3 separate regions of the Ovis aries genome follow, and all the other regions are linked to region 2. A link is a contact called in public Hi-C data. All regions are on one chromosome and are shown on one strand. Each heading gives the region's core, a stretch centred on a gene start, on an enhancer-like site or on the middle of the called end of the contact. The rest is flanking DNA. Distances are from core to core; before and after follow the strand shown. Region 1 holds the start of RRP1 (ribosomal RNA processing 1). Region 2 overlaps RRP1B (ribosomal RNA processing 1B). Region 3 holds the start of LOC114110475 (cystatin-B).

Region 1 (4,477 bases), core at 460-2,959, 130 kb after region 2:
TTAAAATTCTCCAAGCCAGGCTTCAGCAATACATGAACCATGAACTTCCAGATGTTCAAGCTGGTTTTAGAAAAGACAGAGGAACCAGAGATCAAACTGCCAACATCCGCTGGATCATTGAAAAAGCAAGAGAGTTACAGAAAAACATCTATTTCTGTTTTATTGACTATGCGAAAGCCTTTGACTGTGTGGATCACAATAAACTGTGGAAAATTCTGAAAGAGATGGGAATATCAGACCACCTGACCTGCCTCTTGAAAAATCTGTATGCAGGTCAGGAAGCAACAGTTAGAACTGGACATGGAACAACAGACTGGTTCCAAAGAGGAAAAGGAGTACGTCAAGGCTGAATATTGTCTCCCTGCTTATTTAACTTATATGCAGAGTACATCATGAGAAACACTGGGCTGGAGGAAGCACAAGCTGGAATCAAGATTGCTGGGAGAAATATCAATCACCTCAGATATGCAGATGACACCACCCTTATGGCAGAAAGTGAAAAAGAACTAAAGAGCCTCTTGATGAAAGTGAAAGAGGAGAGTGAAAAAGTTGGCTTAAAGCTCAACATTCAGAAAACGAAGATCATGGCATCTGGTCCCATCACTTCACGGGAAATAGATGGGAAACAGTAGAAACAGTGGCTGACTTTATTTTTCTGGGCTCCAAAATCACTGCAGATGGTGATTGCAGCCATGAAATTAAAAGACACTTACTCCTTGGAAGGAAAGTTATAACCAACCTAGACAACATATTAAAAAGCAGAGACATTGCTTTGCCAACAAAGGTCCATCTAGTCAAGGCTACAGTTTTTCCAGTGGTCATGTATGGATGTGAGAGTTGGACTGTGAAGAAAGCTGAGTTCAGAAGAATTGATGCTTTTGAACTGTGCTGTTGGAGAAGACTCTTGAGAGTCCCTCGGACTACAAGGAGATCGAACCAGTCCTCCTAAAGGAGATCAGTCCTGGGTGTTCATTGGAAGGACTGATGCTAAAGCTGAAATTACAATCCTTTGGCCACCTGATGCGAAGAGCTGACTCATTGGAAAAGACCCTGATGCTGGGAAAGATTGAGGGCAGGAGAAAGGGACGACAGAGGATGAGAAGGTTGGATGGCATCACCGACTCAGTGGGCATGGGTTTGGGTGAACTCCAGGAGTTGGTGATGGACAGGGAGGCCTGGCATGCTGTGGTTCATGGGGTCGCAAAGAGTTGGATACGACTGAGCGACTGAACTGAACTGAGAATAAATGGGGAGAAGGCAGTGGCAACCCATTCCAATACCCTTGCCTGGAAAATCCCATGGACGGAGGAGCCTGGTAGGCTGCAGTCCATGGGGTCGCGAAGAGTCAGACACGACTGAGCGACTTCACTTTCACTTTTCACTTACATGCATTGGAGAAGGAAATGGCAGCCCACTCCAGTGTTCTTGCCTGGAGAATCCCAGGGACGGGGGAGCCTGGTGGGCTGCCGTCTATGGGCTCGCACAGAGTCGGACACGACTGAAGCGACTTAGCAGCAGCAGCAGCAGAATGAATGGAGCCAGAGCCCCATGCACTTGTCATTACGGGACCGTGCCACTAGGAGGCGGAGGCGTGCGACCCAGGAAAGGCTGGCGCAGACACGTGACGTCACTCAGAGTGCTGGAGAGGCCGGCGCGGGATCGTGACGTCGCACTGAATCCCATCGAGGCCGGCGCGGGCGTGTGACGTCACGGAACGCGCCCAGGCATAGCGGCAAGGTAACTGGTATCGTGGGGTCTCGGCCCAGTCGCCATGGGTCCGCGTGTACAACTCCCGCCCGAAATCCAGCTCGCGCAGCGGCTGGCGGGGAACGAGCAGGTGACCCGGGACCGGGCGGTGAGGAAGCTCCGGAAATACATCGTCGCCAGAACTCAGCGGGCCGAAGGTTGGCGCGGGGTTGACGGGATGTGGGCCGGGGGCGTCTCGCGAACCGGGCCGGGCTGGGGGCGCGAGGGCCCGGGTTGGGGGCAGGCGGCCTGAGTTAGCAGACTTTCCAACCGCGTGGAGCCTCCACGTGGTCCGGCCGGCCGGGCGGAGCCTGGTCGGGCCGTGGCGATGCTCCCACCCACCCCACCAGCCGCGCTCCCGTCTGAACGCTTGGCCCTGATCCCCTTATCCACGCTGACTGATTTGAAGGTGCGCGGCGTCACCTCGTTCTCGGCCGCTATATGTGCCTCTCCACCCCGCCCCCACCCGGCCTCAGCCAAGCCCCTAATCTCTTTCCAGTTCAGACTTGCCTACTCTGGGAGCAGGATCCTGTCAACCCGTATATCCCGCTACCCATGCTATCCACTGTTTGGGCACCATGTTTTTTTCTCTCAGAGCGGCATTTGTGACTGTTTGTAGTTTTTTCTTGTGTAGTTGTTGGATTGTCGTCTGAGTTTCATGCAGCATACACCTGTCGGATATCACGCTCCTTAGTGGTTCTCAGAACGTGGCCCCATCAGTAACTTCCGCATCACCTGGACTTTTGTTAGAAATGTAAATTTGTGAGTCCCATCCCAGCCCTGCTGAATCAGAAGCTCTGGCAGATGGACTGTGTATGTGCTTAGCCTTGTAAGCCATCTTCTACTCTTTGTGACCCTCTGGGCCATAGCCCACCAGGCTCCTCTGTCCATGGGATTCTCCAGACAAGAATACTGGAGTGGGTTGCCATTTCCTCCTCCAGGAGATCTTACCAGCAGGGATGGAGCCCACGTCTCATATGTCTCCTGCATTGGCGGGCAAGTTCTTTATCACTCGTGCCACCTGGGAAGCCCAGGGATCTTTAAAGAAACCCTCCAGGGGATGCCATGCTATTAATAAAGTCTGAGAACCACTTCTCTGGAACAGGGTGCCAGAACATAGTTAAGACCTCAGTCTATACTTGTTGGGTGATTTTATATATCTGTCTTCACCATCAGTTTATGTATTTGTCAGTCACTTCAGTTGCTCAGTCGTGTCTGACTCTTTGTAACCCCATGGCCAACTCTCAGAGCTTGCTCAAACTCATGTCCATTGAGTCAGTGATGCCATCCAACCATCTCATCCTCTGTTTTCCCCTTCTCCTGCCTCCAATCTTTCACAATATCAGGGTCTTTTGCAATGAGTCAATTCTTCTAATCAGGTGGTCAAGGTATTGGAGCTTCAGCTTCAGCATGAGTCCTTCCAATAAATATTCAGGATTTATTTCCTTTAGGATTGACTCGTTTGATCTTCTTGCAGTCTGAGGGACTCTCGGAGTCTTCTCCAACACCACAGTTCAAAAGCATCAATTCTTTGGTGCTCAGCTTTCTTCATGGTCCAACTCTCACATCCATACATGACTACTGGACAAACCATAGCTTTGACTAGACGGATGTTTGTCGGCAAAGTAATGTCGGCAAAGCTGTGATTTTCAATATGCTGTCTAGTGTTGTCATAATGAGCCTGAATGAGGTAATGTGTAATTTTAAAATTCGAAAAGTGTGTAAAGCCCAGGTGTAACACTGGGTGAACTGTGGCCAAGATTCACCTGCATAGCCACCATCCAGCCCAGAAAAATGGTGACTCATTCAATTTTGAATCTGAAAAATGGAGCACAGTCTCTGATACTTGGACATTTCTCGGTAAACATTTATTGAAAAAATCAAACAGCAGTTACCTGCGGGAGACCCTGCAGCCACTGGCCCAGCAGGTTCTGGGTTGGGAGGATCGGTTGAGAGGGAGGGCCAGGCACCTGTGCAGTAAGAGGACTTTGGTCTGATTCAGGCCGTCACAGTTCTCTGGCTGTTCTGGCGCTAAAAGATGGGGTTCCTTTAGTCTGAATGGCGCTGTTTCTGGCGCAGGTGGTTTCACTCATGATGAGCTGCTGAAGGTGTGGAAAGGGCTGTTTTATTGCATGTGGATGCAGGACAAGCCGCTGCTGCAGGTGAGTGCCCAGGAGGCTGCAGAAGGCACTGGGGCCACAGTATGAGTGGGAGGGTGGACGAGCGTGTTGTCAGCCCTCGTTTTACTGCAGCAGCCATGCTGAGCGCAGTTTTATAGCTTTGATGCTATTTTTTCCTTAAGGCCTGGAGGGCCACGGCCTTGGGTTAGGGAGGGTCTCACACTTGATGAGTTGGGCACCATAGCGATGCTGGTGAATGCCAGGGTACATCGTGGCTGAAAACTGGGTTTTCTGGCTATTTTTTGGCCCAGGGTGGGAGTGGTTGTGGGCTCTTAGTACCCTGACAGGACCAGGGGTTGAACCCATCGCCCTGCAGTGGAAGCTTAGAGTCCTAACCACTGGGCCACTGGAGAAGCCCCTGGGTTGTCTGTTTTGTGTTTGTCAGAGACGATGAGCTGAGTGCTGAAATGCTGGAAAGCAGGGGACAGCATCCAAGTCTTCTGAGACAAGTATTTTTCCCTTTTTTCTATTTGTTTGGCCGCACCGGGTCTTAGTTGCGGCATGTGGGATCTAGTTCCCCAACCTGGATCAAACCTGGGCCCCCTGCATTG
Region 2 (4,797 bases), core at 1,922-4,421:
ATGCTACTCAGATTGTGAGAACACTCTACCGCCACCGCCCTGCCCCATAGCTGACAAAACTAAAGCATTTATGTCTTTGTTTTGTAACAGCAAGAAAATGTATGCTTCAAATAAAAAAGACATTTACAAGTAAAAGTGAAAATGTACTCAGTATTATTCTCACTGCTTCTGTGGCAGCTCTAAACTTACGGAGGAAGCGTGTAGGTTCTGAAATAAGACTTTTCTGGTCTTTTGCCTTTTAGGAGGTTTCAGCCAAGAAGAACTTCTAAAAATCTGGAAAGGGCTGTTCTATTGCATGTGGGTGCAGAATGAACCACTTCTGCAGGTAACCTACAGTTCCCTGTGTCATGTTGCTGGACACGGGGCACCGGTGAATGAGAGACCTGCCCGCTTTATGCTGTATCCATCCCTGATGTACGGAAACAGATGGAAAACCATTGCTTCAAAGGTTCACTTTCCCACCACTTGTCCATAGAGAAAGGGGTGCAGGCATTGAAGTGAAATCTTTTCAAAGACAAACAAAGACACATAAATTAGATTTGTTATTTCTCTGTCACAGTTTCATAGGTTCCATGGTAGGTTTTACATTATAAAGTTTCTGTTTCCTCCTTTATTATTTGTGGTCAAAAATAGCAAAACGCTAGTCTAAGAGCTACCCGGCTCTGGGCCCAGCTCTGCCACAGTTAAGTGGGGCAGAGTCTTTGTAGAATGAGCAGTGATCCTGGAGCTGATGGTCTCATCACAATGGCAGTGGAGACCTGCCCAGGTGTGTGCACTCACCTGAACCCCTGTCTGCCGAGCACACCAAGCCCTGCCGCCAGAACTATCAGAGAAAGTGGTTTAAGCTCTTGAAGAGCTCTTTTCTGGTGTGTGAAACAGGCCTGTCTTTGTAGCAGGATAGGGTCAGCTTTGGGGGCGCTGTTTGAAGCCCCCTGATGTACAAAATGCCAGGGTAGGTTTTTACTTGTCTGGCTTTTACCTGCAGCTATTCCGCTTCCCCTGAGCCCTGTAGTGACTCACTTTGATTTCATGCCTTTACTCCACTGAACATGTTTTGAGTAGGACAGCAGAGCAAAATATTTTTAAGTTACATTCAAAGTGACAACCAACAGCTTTAGTGGAGGAAGGAAACAGATGAATGGGAACATCACTTTCAAGTCCGGGGTTCATTTAACATGGGTGAGAAAGACTTGAGTCTAGGTGAAGGCCCCATGATAGCGGTGAGGATTATTCTTCTTCTGTGGACACTCCCAGAGGCAGGTTTCTTCATAGACCCAGAGCCTGAGTTCTCCCCCAGACAAGCTTGTGCACCTCAGTAGGATGGCTCTTTTGCTTTCTGCTGCCTTGCCGCTGCTGCCTGTCTGCCAGCAAGCCAACAGGAGCCACATGGAGTGACAGTCCGGTATCTCACTGCCAGCGACGCCCCCTCGTCGCAGTTGGCATCTGCGTTTCCATTATTTGGGGGAATTCGGATGGAATCTCAACCCAAGTTATATGTTGAAAGCCAGGAGTTGAGAGCTGATGTTTCTTGTGTGCGTCAGTTGAACTCACCCTAGGCATAGCGTGTGTGAGCACACAGCCTAGTTCTGAAGGCATGTTGAGTTGGCACAATAGTCCGTTGAAACAGCATTTCACATGTAATGCAATCCAGGTGTTCAGATACACCCTTCTTAGTGGAGGTGACAGTGAGAATGGAGGGGCTGACCCCTTCCCACAGGCCGTGATGCTGTCCTCTCATGGTTCCACGTAATAACCCCGCTGTTTTTCCCCAACCCCACTTTGCAGGAGGAGCTAGCGAACACTATTTCCCAACTCATCCATGTTGTTAACAACTCAGAGGCTCGTAAGTCCTGATATTTTCGTGACTTTCAAAACCTGCTCATCAGATTTGGTAACTTGCCTAAGAAAGCTACTCAATGTTGTTTCTTCTCCTTCCTTCAAAGTTTCTATTTTCAGGGGGGCTAGCGTCACATGAGCCTGGGCACCGGGAGTGTGAATGTCAGGTGACAGACTGTCCCATGGGGAACCTGTGTCAGGCCTAGATACACAGTGAGAGGGTGAACAAAGGGCATCACATTCGGCGTCTCAGAGGTTTCAAAAGAGTCAAAAAAAATAACAGTCCTCCAGAGTTTCCACATTCTGAGTTACTTTAATGCTCTCAGAAGCTGTGTGTGACTGTGTGGTGCCACGGTTACCTCTGGATGCTGGTTGTCCTTGGGACTAGAGCCATTTCAGGTCATCACTGGTAACAAACTGTAAAGTAACCCCTCTTGACCAAAACGAATAAACAAAGGGAGAAGTTAATTATTAATATTTCTGAGACATTCAGCTTTGATTACTTACAGAAGCAGAGAAGGCAGAATTCACTGCTTTTGCTCAGCCCTCAGAACAGAACTATCCAATGGCCTTGTTAACGCTCAGTGATTCTCTGGATTTTAGCAGGCTCCCAGCTGACTCGTAAGGATCAAAATTCTGTACATGGAATATACTGTAGCTTTTCATATATCAAGAGAAAATTGTGCAAAAGGAAGTAAAGCAAAAAACAAACCGTTTTGGGATAAAAAGTGCTGGTTTCATGGCTCCGAAGAGAAAAACAGTGTTTTATTAAAGTTCACTCAGCTGACGCTGAACATGAAAACAGAAAGCTAACTCTCTGCATGGGTCCCCCAGGTGCCATCAGATGGATGGCTTAGGGCTGATTGTTCAGTGTATTTGGACAAGAAGGACCAGTATCTCTGGCTCAGGACATTTTTTGATTTTTAACAGAATCATGGCTTTTCAATGGATAATGAAACATGCTCCGGAGAGCTTTCTAGTCAAACATTAAGATATTACCACTTCTTGTCAAAATAAGCTTTTATTTAAATATAAAAAATTATCGAGCATTCTTAGTTACCAACGAGATTTTCTAGCTGCCCAAGAACCCTTGAGAAATCCTAGTCTGTTGCCCTTCGTGACCTTTCTTGTTCTGTGGTGACACGGCACCCTGCGAATGGAGCGCTCAGAGCCTCTTGTTCCCTGCAGAGCACTTGTTCATCCAGACCTTCTGGCAGACCGTGAATCGCGAGTGGCCGGGCATCGAAAGGCTCCGTCTGGACAAATACCACATGGTGAGGGTGGGGCCACAGCCCCTGACGGGCAGCTCGGGGTCGGGGAGGCGGCTGTGTGCGTCATAAGGTGACCAGCAGGGGGCACCAGAGGACGTGTTCGGAGACATCAGTTTTCTCGCTTCCAGCTGTCAGAGTCTGGGGCTCCTTGGTTAAGTGTTTGATCTAGAAGCTAATCTGTTAGTGTAGGAACTTTCCACTTTGAGGATCCAGGCTGTAGCTGTCGTTCTGCTAAGCTGATGGGTGTTTGTCACTTTCCTTTTTGTAACAAAAGTTATCTGTCTCTAGCTGATTCGTCTGGTCCTCAGGCAGTCCTTCGAAGTTCTGAAGCGAAACGGCTGGGAAGAAAGGTTGGTGAACCCTCTGGGTTAGTATTTGGAGGCTTTAAAACTTTTAAGGCAATGGCGTGGTTTTCTAAGTGTTTCAGTTAACAAGTCTGAGTCACCTGATCCATGCCTTCCACTCTGAGTACCAAGAGCCCAGCGTCCTCATGCCTGAAGAACTTCAAATCCCGCAGAGCTGAGCATACACAACAACACTTTATACTCATTTCAGTGATTGTTGAACTTTCTCCATCGTGCATTGCTTGTTTAGCAGTCGGACACAAGAATGTCACATTCTCTCTGGGGATGGAGAGGATGTTGGCAGCAGGGGTTGTAGAGCTGTGTGTGTTTTTCCTTCAGCCGCATCAAGCTTTTCCTCGACGTCCTGATGAAGGAGGTCCTGCATCCTGAGAGTCGGTCTCCAAATGGAGTGAAATTTCTCTTCATCGACATTTACCTGGACGAGCTGTCCAAAGTGGGCGGGAAGGAGGTAAGAAGGGCAGGCACCCTGCCACAGTGCACGGGGCCAAGGTGCCCCTGAACCGGCAGGGCCTGGGCCCTGCTCTGAGTGCTCCGTGGGCTGGAGGTAAAATGCTGTTGGCAGAGCCCAGGGGTGAATCGGCGGCAGCAGCATGAATGGGTCAGCCTGTCCTTTGACATAGTTATTCCTCATCTAGAAATGTGTCCTAGGCAGGCAGTAGGTCATGTGGACAAAGATTTGTGCGCTAACAGGGTACATGGAAGTCTGATACCCAGAATCAAAAACAACTTAGATAGTCCACTGAAGAATTCTGTAACACGAGGAGATATTCATGAGGTTGAGTTTTTAAAAGTCAGGGGACTTCCTGGCAGTCCAGTGGTTAGAAGTTCCACTGCAGCAGGCACTAGTTCACTTCCTGGTTGGGGAGCTAAATTCCCAAAAGCTGCATTGCGTGAGATGGACAGACAGATAGCAGTATGGAGGAACTTCCCTGACTGACTGTCCAGTGGTTAGGACTCCTTGCCTCCACCTCAGGGAACATGGGATTACTCCCTAGTCAGGGGACTGAGATCCCGCATGCTATGTGGCATGGCCAAAACAGAAGTAGGGGAACAAAGAGGTAGACAAAGCTACACAAATGGTATGGCTTGTTGAAGACACAGGTCTAGAAAGGAAATAACACAGTTTTTGGCAAGCCAGTGATTATCTGAGTTGGGGATGAGGAGTCGTGATTTCCTTTTTTTTTTTTTTTTTTCACAAGTGTCTGCAGTGAACATGTGTTTGTTTTTCCTTTGTTTCATAATTAAAAGAAAGTGTATGTTGTTGTTTTCTAATTCCTTCGCCTTGGTGTCTGGGAGTGTCCTGTCTCCGTGGAGGAGGGAGTCTG
Region 3 (4,821 bases), core at 206-2,705, 110 kb after region 2:
AGAACCCCACCCTGTGCAAGGACTGGGGAGAAGCCCAGGTGGAGGTGGTGGAGCAGCGGAGGTGGAGGCCTGCAGGATGGCAGGTCACCGACACAGCTCCGACCAGGAGAAAGATGGGCTGGACTGGAGCCAAGGAAAGCTCAGAAGGCCATGGGTCACTAGGAAGCTGTCAGTTCCCAGACCAGAGTGACCAGGTGGGCAGAGGGCCAGGGAGGGCCCTAGGATAGGACTGGATGTGGTGGGTACACTGTCTCTGGCCTCACTTCTCCTCACGTGTTCATGAAAGCTTCAGTACAGAAGGTCACCAGATGGTGCCCCTGCCCCTCACAGAGCCCACCCAGCACACGGGCGGCCTCCTTGTTCCCAGGGGCAGTGAGGACGGTCCACTCTCAAGGGACGGACCCCAAATGCAGGCCATAGTGACAGAAACTCTCGTCTCCCGAGGGGACTCACATTCATTCAAAGCTCAGGTGACCAGCAGGGATTCTCCAGCCTGGAGACCCAGGAAGAGGCCAGGAGGGCTGGGTGCTCTAAGTGGCCACAGGGGAAAAGCTAGGACTCTCCTCTTATCTGGCTCTCCTGGGAGTCCCAGAAAATGCCTACTTTTCACAGGTCTCAGGAGACTGACTCAGCCCCTTCCTTTACCGCAGTCAGATGGTCCCAACCGCGGGAGAGGGAACAGGGCTGAGCTCATGGCCGAGGTTTAGGAGGCAGCAGCCAGGGAGGAAGGTTAAGGGACAAAAGCTTGTCTTCAGTCTCTGCTTATCAGAACTCGAGCCTCCTGGGCCCTACTTGTGATGACAGGCAGGACAGGCCCACCTCATCCCACCCCAACCTGATCTTCCAGTGTTTCTGGAAACAGGGCTGGACAGCTGACCAGGGTCTGAACCGGGCTCTGCCTCCTCGACCCAGTTACTTCCTGTTTCTAAACTTTTTATTGGAGACCACTTCAAGCTCACAAAAAGGGCTACACTCAGTCCAGCCCGAGTCTCGGACGCCTGGGACCCGGACCCCAGACTCACGCATAGGGACCTCACCCCGCCTGCCGTATCCTTTGCTCTTTAAGTGCTATTCCCTGTCACCTCGCGCCCCCTAACCCAGTGGACACCTCCGCGCCAGAGAACCTCGCAGGGAGGGAGGTGCATCCACCTGCGTCCAGCCCGACTCAGGGCGGGATGCGCTCGGGCGCAGCGCCTCCGTCCCAGCGGGGATGCCTGCGGACGTCCCCGGCCCCCAGTACCCCATCCGCCCCACACAGCCCGAACCTTGTCGGCGATAGCCTGGGTCTCGGCCGTGGCCGGCTGCGTGGCGGAAGGCGCTCCGCACATCATCTCGGCGGCAGGCGGGGCGGGAGCGTGTGGACACCGGGCGGCGGTCACGCGGGAGCAGCGGACACTCCCGGAGCAGCGGACACTCGCGGAGCAGCGGACACTCGCGGGAGTGGTCGAGCGGAGTCGAGCGCCCGGACCTGGCGCGGCGGTCACGTGCCGTGCGGGCGAAACCACAGCGCGCGGCGGGCGGGGGGGGGAACCGGGACCGGAAATGGGGTGCGGGGCGTCCCGGAAGGAAATGGAGCGCGGCCGTCCGGTCAGTGCGGACTGAGGGGGACGGGAGCACGGCCGCAGCCCGGGACCCCCGATGGGCGCCGTCTCGGGACCAAGGGTCGTGTGCTGTAGGGCTGTCCCCCCTCCCGGGGTTTGGTGTCGTCCTCCCGGCGGCTGAGTCAGAGGGTGTGGGCGGGGGCGCGGTCTGCAGGGTCTGGGGAGAGGGGTGGTCCCCGTGCCGCGGGGGTGGGCGCTGAGCTGTGGGGCTCGTCTAGGTTTCCGCGTCCCGAGCTGGGCAGGACGCGGGGTGCAGGTGGTCCAGCCTGCCTCCTTCCGGGCCACTCAGGGCCCCCAGACCCTCTCTCCTGCGTTGGCTTCCAGGTGCCCACACTTTGACCCGGTGTCTGCGATGACAGAATGACAGTGATGGGTCTTGAAATGAGTGGTGTTTGGGTTGGCAGAGGAGCGGGGAGCTGGCCCTGAGAGCTGCCCAGGGCCGAGGGGAATAGAAGCCCCTGCCCGGCGCCCCTCATCCCTAGGCCTGGCTCAGCGCCCTACCTGTGCTGGTCTGCTGTGCACACCATGGGCGTGTGACCCGAGGACAGGGTGAAGGGCTGACGTGGACGGACAGAAGAGGCACAGAGGAGTCCAGTGGCCTCAGGCCTGGGTGGGGGTCACGGGGAGGGCGTTAGTAAAGGGTTTGGTTCTGGCCGTTCCGTTTAGGATTTAAAGTACATGTGATATCCAGGAAAGAAAGGGTCCCTGTCTTTTTGGAGCAAGGTGGGGCTGTGCTGGGAGCTGTCTGGACAGGACTGGCCTATCAGAAAGGTCCAGCTGCCCCTCAGTGGGCGCTGCGCCTCTGCCATCCCTGGGGGCTGACTCTGCAGGTGCAGGCCAGCCCTGCCTCCTGGGGGCCCAGCGTGGAGCCTCAGTGGGAGCGGCCGGTGAACAGGTGTGTGGGGAGAGGAGCCTTTCTGGGACGTGCCAGGGCAGAGCCTGGTCTGTAAATTCAGGGAAGCATGGGCGGTCAGGTGACGTTGAGCCCTGGGGAGGTAGGAAGGAGAAACTGACACCCAGCAAAGGCCCAAGCTCAGAGAGCTGCACTTTAACAGCAGGGGCTGCAGCAAAGCAAGGGAGGGGAAGACAGCCTCAGGTCCACCCTCCTGTCTGAGTGAGCAGTTTTTTTTTTTTAAGTCTTTATTGAGTTTATTACAATATCGCTTCTATTTTATGTTTTGTATTTTAGGTTGCAAGGCATGTGGGATTTTTGTTTCCCAACCAGGAATTGAACATGCAGCCTTTCATTGGAAGGCAAAGTCTTAGCCACTGGACCGCCAGGGAAGTCTCTGAGTTAGCAGTTTTTATTTATTTTTTAACTGATCATTTGCATTTAATGGAAAGAAAGAACTATTCACTGAAGGATGGTTTTTCGAGAATAAAAAGCTGAACCATTCACTGGGATAAATTCACCATTCTCATTACACATATCTGATAAGAATATATAAAGAACTCCTGCTGCTGCAGCTGCTGCCAAGTCGCTTCAGTCATGTCCGACTCTGTGCGACCCCATAGACGGCAGCCCACCAGACTCCCCTGTCCCTGGGATTCTCCAGGCAAGAACACTGGAGTGGGTTGCCATTGCCTTCTCTGATAAAGAACTCCTACCAATAAAAACAGGTGGTATCCTTGAATTGGAACTTTTTTTTTTGCTGCATTGCCTGGCACTTAGGATCTTAATTTCCCCATCAGAAATTGAACCCACGCCCTCTGCAGGGTGTGGAGTCTTAGCCTCAGGACCACCAGGGAAGACCCTGGGGTTATCGTCTTAATCATTTACGGCCTGGATGTCTTTGATTTGGTGGTCTGTGACTCCTGGGCTGTCTCAGCAGTACTCTGTAAAAGGTTATCTTACCTGGAGGATGACTCAGAGCAGCACACAGTGATGCTGATTGGGACGCTGGCGCCAGACCCCTGACCTTCACTACTCTTTATTGATTAGACAGAATGTGATGGAACAGGTCTGGCTAGGACAAGCAGGCAAGAAAAGAGAGACACCTGGGCATGACTCTGAAGTCACAGGACTCCATTTCAAGACTCCCGTAATTCTTAATAAATGAATGAGAGACAGTATCGACCCCATAAAAATGGAAAACTCTGTGTTGAAAACAAAACGTCAGAAAATAATGAGCAAGAAGGGCAAGGAAAGCCATTCTGTGGCTTTTGTCATTCTACAGCTGGGGGGTGGGGGTTGTAGAGGGCAGGTGCTCACCTTTTACAGATAGGAGGGCACTGCCCTGGTGGTTCAGTGTAAGAATCTGCCTGCCAAAGCAGGGGACGCAAGTTCAATCCCTGGTCTGGGAAGATCCCACATGCTGTGGAGCAACTAAGCTGGTGGGCCAGGCCACAACTACTAAGCCTGCACTCTCTACAACCCGTGCTTTGCCACAAGAGAAGCCACCATGGTGAGAAGCCCACGAGAGAGTAACCCCCACTCGCTGCAACCAGAGAAAGCCCATGCAGCAATGGACTTTTTTATTTTTAAAATAAAAACAAATAGGAGGGTAACACACCTGTGGACAGCTGTTTTTTAGAGTTGGCTATAGCAGGGGTCTTCCACTTTGACTTGGGTTTTGGCAGAGCCTCACAGGCAGGCAGAGAAGGGCACAGCTTGTACTAGAAAGGAGGAAAGCCTAGGTGTGCCCCGGCCTGGAGAAGCTGTGGACAGGCTTGCTGTAAGCTGAGGATCCTGTGTGATTGATTTTGGGGGCATCCTTGACCTTCTCTGGTTGTCCTAGGTTAGAAAGGGGAGGAGCAAAAATTAGGGAAGATGGCAGTCATGGCTAAGTTGTGATATTCCTGGCTGGTGGCTGTAGAGGCTGTGGTCTGGCTTCTGGGTGATTGTCGCAGGGTTTGTGGGTTAGAGTTCTCTAGTTACATGTACGGGGTCTGGCCATTGTCTGTATGTATAGTCAGTGTCTAGGCTTCCCAGGTGGCTTGGTGGTACAGAATCCACCTGCCAATACAGGAGACGTGGGTTCAATCCTTGGGTTAGGAAGATCCCCTGGAGGAGGAAATGGCAACCCACTCCAGTATTCTTGCCTGGGAAATCCCATGGACAGAGGAGCCTGGTGGGCTACAGTCCATGGGGTCATAAAAGAGTTGGATACGATTAACAGACTACTAGTGACTATATAACATCCAGCTAAAAGCTAGCAGGGGGTACTCTTTTTGCCCCCTTCTGATGCCTATGTCAAAAGCTTTCTTTATCTCCTTTATA

The links. Hi-C and Micro-C count contacts between places; a contact is called where the count stands out from the background.
Region 1: a contact with region 2 is called in a Hi-C map of liver, with 2.5 times the contacts expected there. The contact joins the promoter of RRP1 here to the enhancer-like site in region 2. A contact is called at or near these places in 6 of 16 Hi-C or Micro-C datasets (hypothalamus, liver, mixed tissues and 3 more).
Region 3: a contact with region 2 is called in a Hi-C map of liver, with 2.7 times the contacts expected there. The contact joins the promoter of LOC114110475 here to the enhancer-like site in region 2. A contact is called at or near these places in 4 of 16 Hi-C or Micro-C datasets (liver, omental adipose tissue and tail adipose tissue).

Annotation. Positions count from the first base shown.
Region 1 is chr1:264,545,036-264,549,512 of ARS-UI_Ramb_v3.0, forward strand. It overlaps RRP1 (ribosomal RNA processing 1), which reads left to right and starts at 1,710. Exons shown (of 13, transcript XM_042237600.1): 1 at 1,710-1,904; 2 at 3,826-3,908. The coding sequence starts at 1,772.
Region 2 is chr1:264,416,865-264,421,661 of ARS-UI_Ramb_v3.0, forward strand. It overlaps RRP1B (ribosomal RNA processing 1B), which reads left to right. Exons shown (of 16, transcript XM_027960927.2): 2 at 243-325; 3 at 1,786-1,843; 4 at 3,025-3,110; 5 at 3,396-3,457; 6 at 3,791-3,920. Among named protein-coding and RNA genes, the nearest start is that of RRP1B, 13 kb to the left of the region's middle. Within about 2 kb of position 3,172, at least 2 of the 54 cell types and tissues checked have an H3K27ac peak or open chromatin away from gene starts, as enhancers often do. A contact at or near this core is called in liver, where this site is marked.
Region 3 is chr1:264,528,193-264,533,013 of ARS-UI_Ramb_v3.0, forward strand. LOC114110475 (cystatin-B) reads right to left here and starts at 1,456. Exons shown (of 3, transcript XM_027960962.2): 1 at 1,266-1,456. The coding sequence starts at 1,331.